Regions from separate parts of the Mus musculus genome. Here all the other regions are linked to region 3. Evidence: chromatin contacts called from public ChIA-PET, Hi-C and promoter capture Hi-C data. All regions are on one chromosome and are shown on one strand. Each heading gives the region's core, a stretch centred on a gene start, on an enhancer-like site or on the middle of the called end of the contact. The rest is flanking DNA. Distances are from core to core; before and after follow the strand shown.

What was found. Promoter capture Hi-C pulls out the DNA fragments that hold promoters and counts their contacts. Hi-C and Micro-C count contacts between places; a contact is called where the count stands out from the background. ChIA-PET counts read pairs in DNA pulled down with a chosen protein or histone mark.
Region 1: a contact with region 3 is called in a Hi-C map of differentiating embryonic stem cells, with 4 times the contacts expected there. The contact joins the promoter of Lhx4 here to the promoter of Ier5 in region 3. A contact is called at or near these places in 1 of 39 promoter capture datasets (embryonic stem cells), 22 of 484 Hi-C or Micro-C datasets (differentiating embryonic stem cells and embryonic stem cells) and 9 of 115 datasets of contacts at active chromatin or transcription factors (bone marrow-derived macrophages, embryonic stem cells, memory CD8 T cells and 1 more).
Region 2: a promoter capture Hi-C map of hippocampal neurons shows a contact between it and region 3, with 2.8 times the contacts expected there. The contact joins the promoter of 4930452N14Rik here to the promoter of Ier5 in region 3. A contact is called at or near these places in 2 of 39 promoter capture datasets (hippocampal neurons and liver) and 1 of 115 datasets of contacts at active chromatin or transcription factors (stem cell-derived neural progenitor cells).
Region 4: a contact with region 3 is called in an RNA polymerase II ChIA-PET map of memory CD8 T cells, with 24 read pairs. The contact joins the promoter of Qsox1 here to the promoter of Ier5 in region 3. A contact is called at or near these places in 3 of 115 datasets of contacts at active chromatin or transcription factors (effector CD8 T cells, memory CD8 T cells and pancreatic cancer cells).

The regions. Positions count from the first base shown.
Region 1 is chr1:155,740,454-155,743,794 of GRCm38.p6, reverse strand. It overlaps Lhx4 (LIM homeobox protein 4), which reads left to right and starts at 1,768. Exons shown (of 6, transcript NM_010712.2): 1 at 1,768-1,993. The coding sequence starts at 1,918.
Region 2 is chr1:154,255,650-154,259,103 of GRCm38.p6, reverse strand. It overlaps 4930452N14Rik (RIKEN cDNA 4930452N14 gene), which reads left to right and starts at 2,198. Exons shown (of 4, transcript NR_040629.1): 1 at 2,198-2,501; 2 at 2,992-3,064. 4930532M18Rik (RIKEN cDNA 4930532M18 gene) reads right to left here and starts at 3,415. Exons shown (of 3, transcript NR_108050.1): 1 at 3,343-3,415.
Region 3 is chr1:155,098,147-155,101,659 of GRCm38.p6, reverse strand. Ier5 (immediate early response 5) reads left to right here and starts at 2,024. Exons shown (of 1, transcript NM_010500.2): 1 at 2,024-3,513. The coding sequence starts at 2,230. The coding sequence ends at 3,156.
Region 4 is chr1:155,810,678-155,814,326 of GRCm38.p6, reverse strand. Qsox1 (quiescin Q6 sulfhydryl oxidase 1) reads left to right here and starts at 1,428. Exons shown (of 12, transcript NM_001024945.1): 1 at 1,428-1,801. The coding sequence starts at 1,528.

The DNA.
Region 1 (3,341 bases), core at 519-3,018, 640 kb before region 3:
AAATCCTATTTCCTCCCAGGTTGTAGGAACAAACCAATAAACAAACGGTTGGGGCTACACTGGTTTGTTTGGTTGGTTTTTTTCTTGTGTGTTTGGTTGCTAATGAAATTAGCATTTCCACCGTATTTTCTCAATTTGTGTAGACAGCTCAGTAAACAGCAAGACAGGACCCTCGTTAGTGCTAGGACCCATAGAAATTGCTGTGACCTCATTGGACACAGATCCTAAGTAGCACACACAGCCACCCCTCTTACTGTCCATCCTCCTCCATCACCAACCCTAAAACACCAGGAGTAAAAACAAAAACAAAACTTCTCAGCGCAGGGTCCCATTTGGTTGTAAAGACCCATCTGACTTGAAGTCGGCAATTAAATTAGGAATGGTAGTGTCCGAGGTGGCTGTGGCTGGGCCCAGGGCTGACCCGGTAGGTTTCTAGAGCCGGTGGTCAGGAGGCGTCGAGTGTTTGAAAAAGTGCTAGCGACTTCGTCCCAGCATTGATCTTTGCTTTATTGCCTCCAGGAATGAGAATGGGAAGAATGAGTTTTCTACGCGCGCGTTTGTGTCTGTGTGTGAGTCTCTGTGTGTGTGTTAAACACAACAGCAATGCACGCCCTTTGCTGGTCAGCCCCGGGGGCCCGGTGCACGCCTCCGCCCAGTACACACGCGGCCAGGGATCGTTCAAAGTGCCCGCAGTGGCAGCCGGTTCGGCCGAGCAGTCTCCAGGAGCCAGAGAGGGCGGATCTGGGTGGACGCCGGCTGGAGACCCAGTTGGGAGGGCGGGCGGCTGGGAGGCGTGGGACTAGGACTGGACCTCGGGTGGTGAGAGTGCCGACTGTGGCGGAAGGCCGAGGCGAGTGTGGGCGCGCACGAAGACCCGCGCCCGGCCACCTTCGTGCGCGGCCCAGGCCGCCTGCCTCCATCCGGCTCCGTGGCGGCCCACTGCGTGACTCGCGCGTTCCCGGCCGAGTACGAGCTGTCCCTGGCCCTGCCTCAGCCAGACGCGGGGGAGAGAGAGTAGGGTCTGGTTAGTACCGGCCGGAAAGGAACTGGCCAGGAAAAAAAAAAAAAAAACAAGTGGAGGATGGATGGAATCATCCAGTTACAGAACACGCTCCGTGGGCTGGAGAAGCTCTGAACTCGGAGCGCCAACCCAGGGTCCGCTGGGTCCTGGCCCACCGCGCCCCCTCCTTGATCCTAGAGGACCGATGCTGGGGGCGAGCGGGGAATCCCCAAAGCTGGCAGAAACCAGCTCTGCGTGGTCCCTGCGCTCCGGGACCACCTGCTGCCGCGGCCCAGCCCGCCGCAGTATTTATACCGGGGCGCGAGCCCGCACGGCAGGGTGGGGGAGGGGCTGCAGGCCCCGCCCCCTATCAGGCGGCCCCGCCCTCCCGCACCTCCGACCAGATTCGGGGCTACCGAACCCCCCCTACTTCTCGCCCCCTACTCTGGCTAGCCGGGGGTCTGCAGCGGGCTGCCCGGTTGGCAGCACTAGCTGGAGGGCGGGCTTCCCTGCGGAAAGCGACGTCACGGCCGCTCCTGCAGTGTGAATGAATCAAAATGCCTGGGTGACCGCGGCCTCCAGGGCAGCCGGCACGCGAAGGGTGGAGGGGGAGGGGGAGAGGAGGGCGGGGAAGGGAAGGGGGGGAGCCAGAGCTGCAGCAACAGTGTCTCCTCAACCCGGGATGTGCACCAGCCCGGGAGAGCGAGATCAAAGGGATTTGAAACAGCCTGAGGACTGGCGGGGGAGGGGGCCAGCCAGCTTGTGGAGTCCTCCCGGAGACGCGGAGGGCTCGGTTTCCTCTGTGACTTCAGCGGCCTGGTTGGTTTTATTATTATTATTTTCAAATTTCCGAATCCAGCCAGAGGGAGAGAGCGAGAGATCTCGGTAGACTGCGACTTGCTGCCTCTGGCTCCAAGATGATGCAGAGCGCGGCTGTCCCCGCGGAGGGGGCTGTCAAGGGGCTCCCGGAGATGCTCGGTGTGCCGATGCAACGTAAGACACCCTCCTTTCTCGCTAATTTAATTTGATAACAAGACAGCTAACAGCCTCAGCGGGTGCGGGGAGGCCGGACGCGCCGTTCAAGGCACTGACCGGGAGGGGTCGGGGTGCAGAGGCGGTCACAGAGCTGGGGTACTACCAGTCAGTGTTTGAAGGGCTTGACTCTTGGCAATTTGGGATCGAATTCGAAAGATTCCGGGATACTGTTCGTGGAGGGCCCAAGGGTATAGAAAGTAGCATCTTTGGGCCGTCGCTTTTATGAGAACCCTAGGGAGGATGCTGTTTGGGGACAACAGAGGTTTCCAGCTACAGGCCAGGCCCGAGGGCAAAAGTGGTCCCCCAATTGATTACCTTTCGCGGCAATGGCCAAAGCTCGCAGAACCGCTGGTACAACTTTACCCCAGCTGGCGGGAAGTTGGAGAGCGCGTCCCGGGTCGCAGGGCTGTACAGAAGCCCCCTGTCACACTCTTGGTTTCGGCAGTTCGAGCACTTGATTGAGTCCCCAGTCACTGCTGCCCGGGGCACCCGCCGCCTGTGTTGCCGCCAGCAGACTGCTCCGGGTGAGCGAATGCACTCGCCACATTCCAGCTAGCCGAGGAATGCAGCGGCGAGAAGCTCTGGAACGAAGTTGTGCGTGCAGCCTTTGCTTAGGCGAGGGTAGGCAATCTTAGTGGCGCGGGGCTGGAAGAGGGAGAGAGACTCAGACGTGTGGGCACTTTGCTAGCTCTCTCAATTTCTTCCAGAGCCTGCAATTAGTTACGGCAGGTCTCTCACCCCAGGTTTCTGGTTTGTACGGATGTGCACACACGGCAGAGATTTTCCGGGTGGGAATCTGTCTGTGTTTCCGACTCCTGAACAGATAGAAGCAATCTGTGCAGAGACCCGAACAGGTTCTCAGGCTTAGCGCGCGCTTGCGGGCTCCTGGTTAAGTCTGGGTTTACAAACGGCTGCACTGGGCTAGGTGCCCCTGGGTACCCTAGAGAGATGAAGGGTTCCCTCGATGGGCTTGCCAAGAGACTACACTTCCGCTTACGACTGCTTTAGTGATGCGGTAGGAGTTTATTGTAAGTAAGAGCAGGCTCACCCAGGGATGGAGACTACCTACGATCCCCGGCGCAGCAGCGCGCCCTCCTGCGCCCTGCCTCTCCATCGCAGGGGTTCTGTAACACAAATCTCAGGGCGGGCTGTCCAGCCAATGTCTTGAGATTTATTGTAAAGTTTTTGAGAGAAAAATGGAAGAGATAGCTTCATTTGAGCCTGTTTTAGATTGTTCCTCCGCTGTAGCCTACAGTTCTTGTGTCGCCTGTTGGCGAACAGTTGCAAAGTTCGCTGCGCCTTGGAG
Region 2 (3,454 bases), core at 949-3,448, 840 kb after region 3:
AGAGAGAGAGAGAGAACACAAAGGAATGAAGGTGGATGGCAAAGAGAATGCTTTGAAGAGTTCAATAAGAGTTATGCCAATGCTCTTGGGAATGATTAACACTAGTGACAGTCCTACTCCACATGGAGAAGTGAATAAATATCAAACCGCCCCACAACATGAAAGTGGGAAGCACTTAGCAGACAGCATCTCCAGCAGACAGCCTCAAAAGAAAGGCTTGAGTTCCTTAGCCTTTGAGTAACTCTGAACTTCATGGTTCTTTGTGGAAGGGGCCACACCCTTCCTTTTTGCCTGTTCCTCAGGCCTGTGACAAAGCCTTACGTAAGGCACATGCAGAGAAATAACAGGATCTCTGGGAACCAGCTCTTAAAGGCTTATTTAAAAAAAAAGAAAAAGAAAGAAAGAAAAACTGCATTGCTAAATTTAGGGCAATGACTCAGAAGACACCCCCACTCCAACGCATGCACACCTCCCTAGCTAATGCTCCACACACGTTTAACTGGTTTTCTTGGCATTTAAAAAATTTTTTTTTCCTCAGTTTCAGCACAGGGCTTTGCATCTGCCTGTAAAGGTTCTTGCTGTAGGAATCATTTGCCCTTTAAAAAAAAATGAAATGATGGCTTAAACTAAATGAATAAAATATAAGGCAGGGTATAACAACGCCTCACATGGATCTGAAATTTGGGAACTGCATGGCTCACACGAGGGGAAAATGTATTCTCTGAGGACCTTCAGAGTTTCGGCATAATTCTTAGCAGTCACAGGTTATCAATCTTCAAAATGTCACACCGAAAACAAGCGTTTGACATCAGAGTCATGGTATTGGCTTATTCATTTGATTGTTTCTGTGCTATGCTATGTAGATGCAGGCGGCTGTGTGGATGCAAGCAGCTGTGTGGCAGCCTCAGGAGTGCACAGCAAGGCTGATGGGCTCCAATCCAGAAGGGCCAGTAGGTCAAAGGTCAGTGAGCACGCCACTTCCTCTTGACACTTCCATTTCCTCGTGTATAAATGTGAGAGGTCTGGAATGGATCTGCCCATCCCAGAGTGATGCGCAGAGGTCTATTGAGGTAACAACTCAACTTGGTCTCCTTTGTTCATCCAAAAGGCTCAGTGGCATTTTAAAGACTCAAATGCTAAGGAAAGTGAGATTATGGAATTTCCAGAAAAATGGGTACATCTGTAAACTATTATAAGTGAGGTGATCCAGACTCAGGAAGGCATAGTCTTTAATATGTAAATCCTAGCCTTCAGTGTTTGTATGTATGTAAACAGGGGGTGGGGGGGCTAGGTGTGAGTAGGCATAGGCTATGAACCTAGACCATGGGAGGGGGGACAAGAGGCATTGAGGAAGATGGTAAGACAAAGGGACTAGTGATATGAAAACAGACAGAGGTACTAGGGGTGGGAAGAGTACAGCGGGATAATGGCTAGGAGGAGGAAGAAGGCTACACAACAAACATTGTTTTCTTTGGGAAATGCCACAAGGAAACCTAATATTTTGTATTTTAAATAAGAAAAATAAAAATTTAAAGGTCTATAGTTTTTTTGTAATTAAAAATAATAATAACCACAGAACACTGGCGATCACCTCGTTCTTCAAACTCTATTGCTCATGAAACAGGCTTGCATCTGTATCTCTGTCCTGATAACCTTTTAACCTACATGCCACTGGATCCTAATGCTCTCTGGGCTCAGGTTTGAAAATGAGCCCCTGAACTAGATGTCTATATGAACAACCTTGTGAGCTACTGCCAACTCCAGATTCAACTCAGTTCTGCCACAAGAGAGCTTACATCTTTCAGGTGCCATGAAGAACAAGGACCCTGCCTTCCAACTGTTCCCAGTCATGGTCTACACTGATCTTCCTGATAGAAAAGCAGGTGGTCCAGTGAGCTGACGGCATCTCCATAATGCGAAGGGGGAGCTCCAAAGGTTGGTGCTTGCTTCCGTCTGGCTCACTGCCCCACAAAGAGCTCATCTTCTGTCCCCAGTTGTCGACTTTGAAATACCGTGTATCAAAAATATGTGACTCTATGATGAAATATTGAAAGGAAGCTGTCTGTTGTTTTCGCAACAGATCCCCTGCATACTGAACCGCAGGAGCTCTATTCCGGTTCTGGGGAGGGCTAGAAGGAAGCGGGATATTATGGGGTAAGACAATGGTTGTCACGGATCCTGCAAATAAGCGTCAGGAGCTCCTGCCTGTGATTGGCAAGTCTGAAATCGTTTCGGTGGGGAAACGTATCGCATCAAGAACAGGAAGATTCTTGTTTGGTGCCAGAGCAGCTTGAAATCTGGTCCAGAATATTTTATCAAAAAGAAAAAAAAAAAAAAAAAAAAAAAGCTCTGACTTGGGATTCTCTCTTCTGAGCAAGACAATTGCAATCTGCTTCAAGCTTTAGAGCTAATGGTACCACCCACTGAGTCTCCTTTTGGACCTATGAATAGGGACAATTCTCACAGTTTTAAAGTGGCCCCATCATGTCAAGCTACTAGAGGTATGATCTGGAGGGCAGGAGCAGCAGGGGGGAAGAGCTGGCAGAAACCCGGGATGTTTCCGGAGGTGACAGGTAGCTCACTCATTGCATGCTAAAGACCTCCAAAGCAACAGTCCACTCTAATAAGGAAGACTGTGTTCCCATGCTCTTCTTGATGGGAAGAACAGTAAATGGAAATCCAAAATAATGAAACAGAGATGTGGGATGGGAGGGAGGAGAAGTTGGCCACTGAGCAATGAGACCAAAGGACGATGAAAGGAGGCACAGGTAAAAGAGAGACAATGTCAAAGTGGAAATGGATTCAATTTCAAGTCTAGGGAAATCAAATACCCACTCTCCCAGTCTCCATATGTATAGCAGCAGACAGGAGAGAACATTGTTCCCTAAAAAAGAGAGTGGGATGTTAGTAAGAGAAGTGGGAGAGAGAGAATAGTTATTACATGACTTCATTTTCCTAAAGTAACTAACCATTTGAAAGCTTGCCCTGCAGGCAGCTGGGCCACACCCTCCTGGGAGGGACTTCTGAATTCCCAATGGCTGTTTTCATCTGACTTTTGGAAAGTGTAAGTTAGGTGGGCTGCCTCAACCACTAAACCTATGATAGTCTGGGATCTTTGGGAATAAAAGGGGAGGGGAGCCATGAGGTAGGGCCAGCTTCTTTTGTTGGGGCCCATGAGAAGATATTGGGGTCTCCTAGGGATTTGGGCTTCAGAGTGCCAGGTAAGCCCTGCAGATACTCGGTCTTAACTCCTTTTGGACCTTATCTCTTTCATACTCCTCTCTCTCTCTCTCTCTTTCTCTCTCTCTCTCTCTCTCTCTCTCTCTCTCTGCCCTTTCTTACTTAGTTGGGCAATCAACACCCTCCTCCCATCTTCCTTGTTCTTCCCCTGTGGCCACTTTCTCGTTGTCACAATGGGAGTGTAGCCCAGGTCATAAGCAGTTGTCTTTAGAGA
Region 3 (3,513 bases), core at 775-3,274:
CTCAGTGGGAATAGTGATGCACAACTTTAGTCCCAGCACTGGGGAGGCAGCGGCAGGCAGATCTCTGAGTTCAAGTCTAGCTTGGTCTACAGAGCTAGTTCCAGAACAGGACTACAGGACAGAACGAAAAAAACCCTCTCTATAAATAAATAAATAAATAAATAAATAAATAAATAAATAAATAAGCAGGCAAGTAAGTAAATAAATAAATATTTTAAAAAGAAGCGCTGATGAAACAAACAAAGCTTTGAAAGGACCAGGTCCTGAACCTGCCCATGGCTATCAGACAGCTCACTGACTCCACCCCAGACGGATCGTCAGTTGGCCTGTAAATTTAAGCGAGCTGTGTTAGACAGGAACATGGGATATGTCTGTACACTCGTTCAAGTGCTACTTACTACGCGGCATCGATAAATCTGTCTGTGAGATGCAGCATTACCTGATACACTCTCACTTGTAATGCACTGGGCCCCATCAGAGCCTCACTGGTCTGCTCTTCTTAGGAAACCTGAAGATGAAGTAGGGACAACTCTGTTGCTTTAAGGGTGAGTGGTCAGGATCTAGATGTGGTCTTGGATTTCAATACCCAATAAATATTTGTCAAAAAATAAAATAAAATAAAAAAGATTTTCCAAGAGAGAAAACGGAGAAGAACCTCATGCTATTACTGAACATATGTTGCTGTTGCTACATGTTATAATTATTTTCTCTCCTTCTCTATGTGGGCTGAGAATTCCTAGAAGGGAGGGACTCTGGGCTTCAGTTGTAGCAGTAATAGTGGCCAAAGTTAGCATCCCCCAAACCATCAGATCTGAAGGCATCCTGGTTGTGAACTGGCTCTTAATCAAGCCTACCTCTCACTAGTATTTCTTCCATGTAAATGGCCAAACCTATTGTAGGGTCAGGCAAACCTTTCACATAGACACCGTGTAAGCTGTGGTTAACTTTATTATTTAGATTGACTCTGAGAGTTGCCATTTATCTTCTGTGTAATAAAGAAGGTGTATCTGTGATTTCTTCATTTTATATTTGAAACTTCAGGGCCATAAGGCAATTTACAGAGCCATCAGGCACCAGTACAATCTTGTCATGGTCCTTCTGACAGGGATTTGCAAGACTCAGTGGATGGGACTACATTGACTGACCAGAAAAATTTTAGGAACCCTCCCCCCATACTTGACAAAAAACAATTTACATAATCAACATGGGAAACCAGAACTTATTTGTATTTTTAGAACTTACTAGATTTCCCCCAAAATAGATCAGTTACTTATTGTGTGTGTGTGTGGGGGGGGGGTATTAAACAAACAGACAAACAAAGAAAACCATTGTGGAGAAATAGGTAACATCTTCCATTTAAAATATGTGATAACTGAGAATCTGGGGAACGAAATGAAAGATGCCAGCTTTAGGTGAGAACAAACAACGTTGTACCTGAATTCTGTTCCTTCATAAGGCAGAAGCTTGGGTATTTCTAGAACGTTCCCTTTTGTTTGTAGTTAAATGCTGAGTATAACGCTAATGGGAAAGGGGCTAACTCCAACATAATATCTCAAATATATCGTGCTAGTTGTCATATATTGTCATCGCTTCCATTTCTGCCAAGAATGACCAGAAATTACAGCTGAAACAGCTATGAGCAGCTGGAAATTGTGTATGAAAGGAACTGAATTTTATTGTGCAGTAGATTCCAGCACACTAAACGAATGAAAGTTCCAGTCAGTGTGCTAAGGTACATCACAAAGCGGAATCCCTTACTACATACAGTTCTGTGGGCCTCGTTCTCCTCTATCAACGCCTCTGAACACAAATCCCACCGCACATGATCAATGGGCTGCCTGCAATCTCCCCCTTTAAGAGCTTGCTCCGCGGGACTAACGTTTGAACAGGCCCTGGGGCCCCTCCTCTGCCTCTGATTGGTCGGGGGCGGAGCACGAGGCACATCTGCCCGCCCAGAACGGTTAGCGGCGCTTTGTGATTGGCGTTCGAGGAGCATATATAAGGTGCAGTGTGGCCCCGCAGCGCTCAGTTTAGAGTCCGGCTCAGAACGGTTCTGTTGTCTGAAGGGAAGCGGCGGAGGGGGACTACGCGTCACCAGGTCTTTTCTCCACCGAGCTTTCAGACGCCGAGGGTACAACCACAGAGGAAGACCTGATCCCGCCTACAGCTCCTCTCGCAGCTTCAGAAGGCAAGCAGGCGTTCACCCTATCGTCTGGAAGCGAAGGCAGGATGGAGTTCAAGCTGGAGGCTCACCGCATCGTCAGCATCTCCCTGGGCAAGATCTACAACTCGCGGGTCCAGCGCGGCGGCATCAAGCTGCACAAGAACCTCTTGGTGTCGTTGGTGCTGCGCAGCGCCCGCCAAGTCTACCTGAGTGACCCCTGCCCTGGCCTCTACCTGGCTGGCCCTGCGGGGACCCCGGCGGTGCCGCCGCCTCAGCAGCCTGGAGAGCCTGTAGCCGGGCCACCCTCCGGCTGGGGAGAGCCGCCCCCGCCGGTCGCCCGTGCCGCCTGGCCGGAGCCCGAGCCTCAGCCGCAGCCTCAGCCTCAGCGTCCCTCCGTGTGCCACACGCCCGGAGCGGGAAGCTCAGAACCGGTGGCCGCGGTGGCCGGATCGGGGGAAGCTCTCCGGGGCGGAGAGGAGGACTCGGCGGCAGCTGCTTGGGGCCGCGTGGAGCGTCCGCGCGCGGCGTCTTCAGGAGGTGGCTCGGACGCGTGCCCCGAGGGGCCCCGGGCAGTGCGCCGCCCGTGCGGCTGTCCCCCGGCCGTGGAGGAGCGGTCCTCCGAGGACGGGTCCCCCGCGCCACCCGCCCCGTGTCCCAGGAAGCGTGGCGCAGCGGGAGTGGGTGGCGGCCGCGCGAGCTGCTCGGCACCCGGCTCTACCCCTCTCAAGAAGCCGCGCCGGAACTCGGAGGAGCAGCCAGTCACCGGCGAGGACGACACCGACGAGGAGATGGAGACCGGGAACGTGGCAAACCTCATCAGCATCTTCGGGTCTAGCTTCTCGGGACTCCTACGGAAAAGCCCCGCAGGCGGCCGAGAGGAAGAGGAGGCGGAGGAGGGCGGCCCGGAAGCCGCCGAGCCGGGGCAGATCTGCTGCGACAAGCCGGTGCTGAGAGACATGAGCCCCTGGAGCACAGCCATCGTGGCCTTCTGAGCCCCCGGGACCCGAGTGGCTGGAGCTTGAGCAGCGGGAGTCCCCGAAGTGCGGCCGGGGCCTCTCCCGGCCGCGAGGACGAGCCGAGACCGTAGGCGCTGGGCGCGTAGGGGAGACTGGTTGCTGCCGGGCAGCACATCGCCCCAGAAGGGGCAGCCCGGCTGGGCCGTGGCTCTCGAGTCTCATCCTGAGACCTAGAGTTGGAGGCTTATTGGAAGAGGACGATCGATCGTTAACTTTTGTATCTGTGTGTGTCCGTGTGTAAGTTTGTCTTGTGTTGAGACTGTTCTGTGATTCTGGAATGCACCACCCCTTCCCCGGGGCTTGAGACTTTGGGGGTGCAGACAGGGACTTTCC
Region 4 (3,649 bases), core at 179-2,678, 710 kb before region 3:
GTTAAAATTGTGCCCATAATGGAATACAACAGAGTGGAAACAGGAGGGAAACGAGGAAGGCAGGAACCAGTTACCCTCAAAGCCAACAAACTCTACTGGACATCTTGGGGGAATTCAAGAACTCCAGAAAAAAGAAACTGGTTTTCAGATTATCAGAAAGATCTAGATAAAAGGATAAGAAATTTATATAATAATTTGGTTGTTTTTATTTTTGAGACACTATGTAGCCCAAGTTGGCCTGGCATTCATATTGTTCCATCCCAGCCTACAGAGTATCTGAGGCTTTAGACATGCCCCACCATGCCCTTTGGTTTGTTATTTTTTAAGATTACAAACCTGTATTTGGTCTTCAGCGGTATTACTGACTCGGTCGGTCCCTTCAAATATCAGATGTCCCTGTCCCTGACCACCTCCTATTATAACCATAGCTCCCCTTGATATTTGTCATCAGTCAACCTACATTCACTTGCATACCATCTGTCCCCATTGTAAGTTCCACACCCCTCAGTCTTTTATCACCTCATTCTTAATATCTGGTGCATGACTGGCACAGAGACGTTACTCAGTTTCTTATGAAGGAAAGGAGTAACACACCTTAAGGGCTAGGCCAAGGGGTCACAGAGAGGGCTAACTAATCCAGAGATACAAAAGAAAAAGGCCAGTGTGACAATTCTGAGGATGACCTATTCACTTCAAGATATCTCACAAGGCACCCGAGGTACAAAAGGTGGCCATAGGAAAATTCACTATCACTTTCTTACTTGTGGACACAAGCTTAGTTGATCCGGATACTTGAGAGAACATAGGAGCATGAGGCTGAGTAGGCTGAGGGCAATATAGCATCTGAGCTGTGGGGAGGGAGTCCAACCTGAAGGAATCAACCCAACAAAGGGTGGAGGGATGTCAATGCCAAAGAAACCTTGACTCCAAGGCAGCAGAGCCCAGCCAACTGTGGGAGAGGGCGTCCTGTCCCCTCGTAGGAAGCCCTCCAGCAATAGCTCCCTAGACGGTGGGGCCTCCGGAGGCGTGCGTGCTTCTGGCTCCTGTGGGCCTTGACAATCACAATGTCCTACCTCCTGGCTCTTTTCTCCCACCTACTTCGAATTCCCAATGTGAAAACTGCGAGAAGGAGCCCCCTGGAACTTTCCAGGAACAAGATAAATCTGTAACGACTATGCCAACGGACTCCGCTTCCGTAGGATACGGGGGCCGAGAGCGGCCAAACGTTGCCCCGGCCCCCTCAACGACCTCGAGTGCGGCCTGAGGTCCCGGGCGGCACTCGTTTCCGGACCCAGCTCGGAGGTCTGGCTCGCCGGGGGATGGGAACCGCGGAGCGCCCACCAGCACCGGGACCCCGGCTCTGGCAGCTCACACGCTCGCAGGGGCGGTCCCGGGAGTCGGCCCCGCCTCGGGGCGGAGCCTCTTAGCTCCTCCTCCTCCTCCGGGGCGGAGGCTGTTGGTGCGCGGCAGGCTCCGGATACTGACTAGTCACAAACTTGAAGGAGGTGGACATTCAAGCCGCCTAGGATGAGGAGGTGCGGCCGCCTCTCGGGGCCGCCATCGCTGCTGCTACTACTGCTGCTGCTCTCGCCTCTGCTCTTCTCGGGGCCCGGCGCTTACGCGGCCCGGCTCTCAGTGCTCTACTCGTCCTCTGACCCGCTGACGCTGCTGGATGCTGATTCGGTGCGTCCCACTGTGCTCGGCTCCAGCAGCGCCTGGGCGGTGGAGTTCTTCGCCTCCTGGTGTGGCCACTGCATCGCCTTCGCCCCGACGTGGAAGGAGCTTGCTAACGACGTGAAAGGTGAGAAGTGGAGGCCTTCCCCGACCCACCGGCAGGTCCTGCCAACCGTCCCGCTAGCTCGTCCCCTCCCTCGCGGCTTCCTTGGTCCATCGCAGTCCCTCCCCTCCCCCAATCCATAGCCTTTAAGTTCTCCCTGGCCGCGTCCCCTCAGTCCTCTGCTCCTGCGTCTTCCTCTGACAAGTCTTTGTCTCTATCCTTCGAGAGGGTTTTCTTGTTCCCTGTGCTCTTCTCTGAGCCTTTCTCCAATCCAGCTTTGTAGCAGCCTCCTTCCTCATCCAGGGATCCCTTCTTGCCAACTTCCCTAGTAGTCGAGGTGGAACAGTGCTGGATAGAGAGTTGGCATTCATTCTACCGCCCCCACCACTTTTCTCCACCCCCCGTGGCAAGTTACATAGTTGGTATACACATTTCCTTTCTCATCCTTACCTATGAGGTAGATGTCTGTCTTCATCGGGTGGTTTTCCTCTTTGCCTGTCCAGTCCAGGCTTCTCTTGACCTGCTACCTCTAGCACCTTAGCTTCCAGGCCACATTCTTATTTCTCTTCTCCTTGGGTCTGGACTCGCTTAGACCTTAGCCTTTAAGCCCATGAGACTAAACTATATGTATGCCTGTGGTGTGTGATTGGCCCGTGCTCCATGCTCCAGTCACTGGTCTGGCTATTCCTCCATTCTAAAATGCCAATTACGGGACCCACTCTTCATTTAATTACAGCCTAAGGGGTAGCAGGATAAGAAAACCACCAAACGTATAGGGATTTTTAAAGTGTGCTGTATTATAGGAATGTTAAAATATTGAAAAATTAAGACTTGCAGATGAGGGAACATAATAATGGTAATTATTATAGACCAAGTGCTTAAATAGTAGACTCTGTACTGTGGACACGACAGAATTTCCTCTCTACAGCTTAAAGATTCCCTGCTATACACACATCTTTCTAACTCAAGTCAAGGGTGCTGGGGGTGGGTAAGGGGAGGGGTGGGGAGCAGGAGTGGCATGGTTGTGGGGACTGGTTCCTGACTTTGTCACTTCTCTGATGAGTGTGTTTCCTAGTTTGTGGTGCCAGGCAGGGGACTAGCAGAGCTCTTAACCCGAAGTAATAGTTGGATGAGAAAACTGTGTCTTAGTTAGGGCCAGGCGTTCTAGAGACAGGAAAACTAGCCCCTCAGCCCCTCTCCTGTGTAGTTGATGGTTCTCCACAAGCTCAGATGGGTGTAAAGAGCGCCTTTGTCCAAGGTCATCTTGGACTTCATCTCCCCCTCCCCTGAGCGGCTGGCAAAGTGCTTACTGAAGTGGTCTCATGGAATGGTGTGTAGTTTTCAAAAAAAAAAAAAATTTTTTTTTTTCTTCAAGACAGGATTTCTCTGTGTAGCCCTGGCTGTCTGGGAACTCACTCTGTAGACCAGGTTGACCTTCAACTCACAGAGATCCACCTGCCTCTACCTCTTGGGTGCCACCACTGCCTGTCCCCCAAAATAAGTTTTAGCCGCACCTAGAAGCTCTTTTCCCTTGCTTCCAATTTATACTTAACCCACATGCCTCTCCGTCCCCATCATCCGTGTGACGGGTCCTTCACACTATTTTAATGATGTCAGCACATTTGGTCAGGGCAAGAGGGAGAAAGAATGTGGGCTCTGGAGCTGAAACACTGAGGGCAAGTCATGCCAGAACAGTGCAGGCCCAGACATCAGAAAAGTCCCCCATCTGTTTCTAAGTTGAGTCTCTTAAGAGGTCTCTAAGGGCAACATATGGGCTCGCTCTAGAATAGGTGCTTGCATTTTAAGAGGGCTAAAGGGAAAGATTAGCTTCCAGCTGACTCACATGCTTGGCCTCTCGCAACCCGGAGTTCT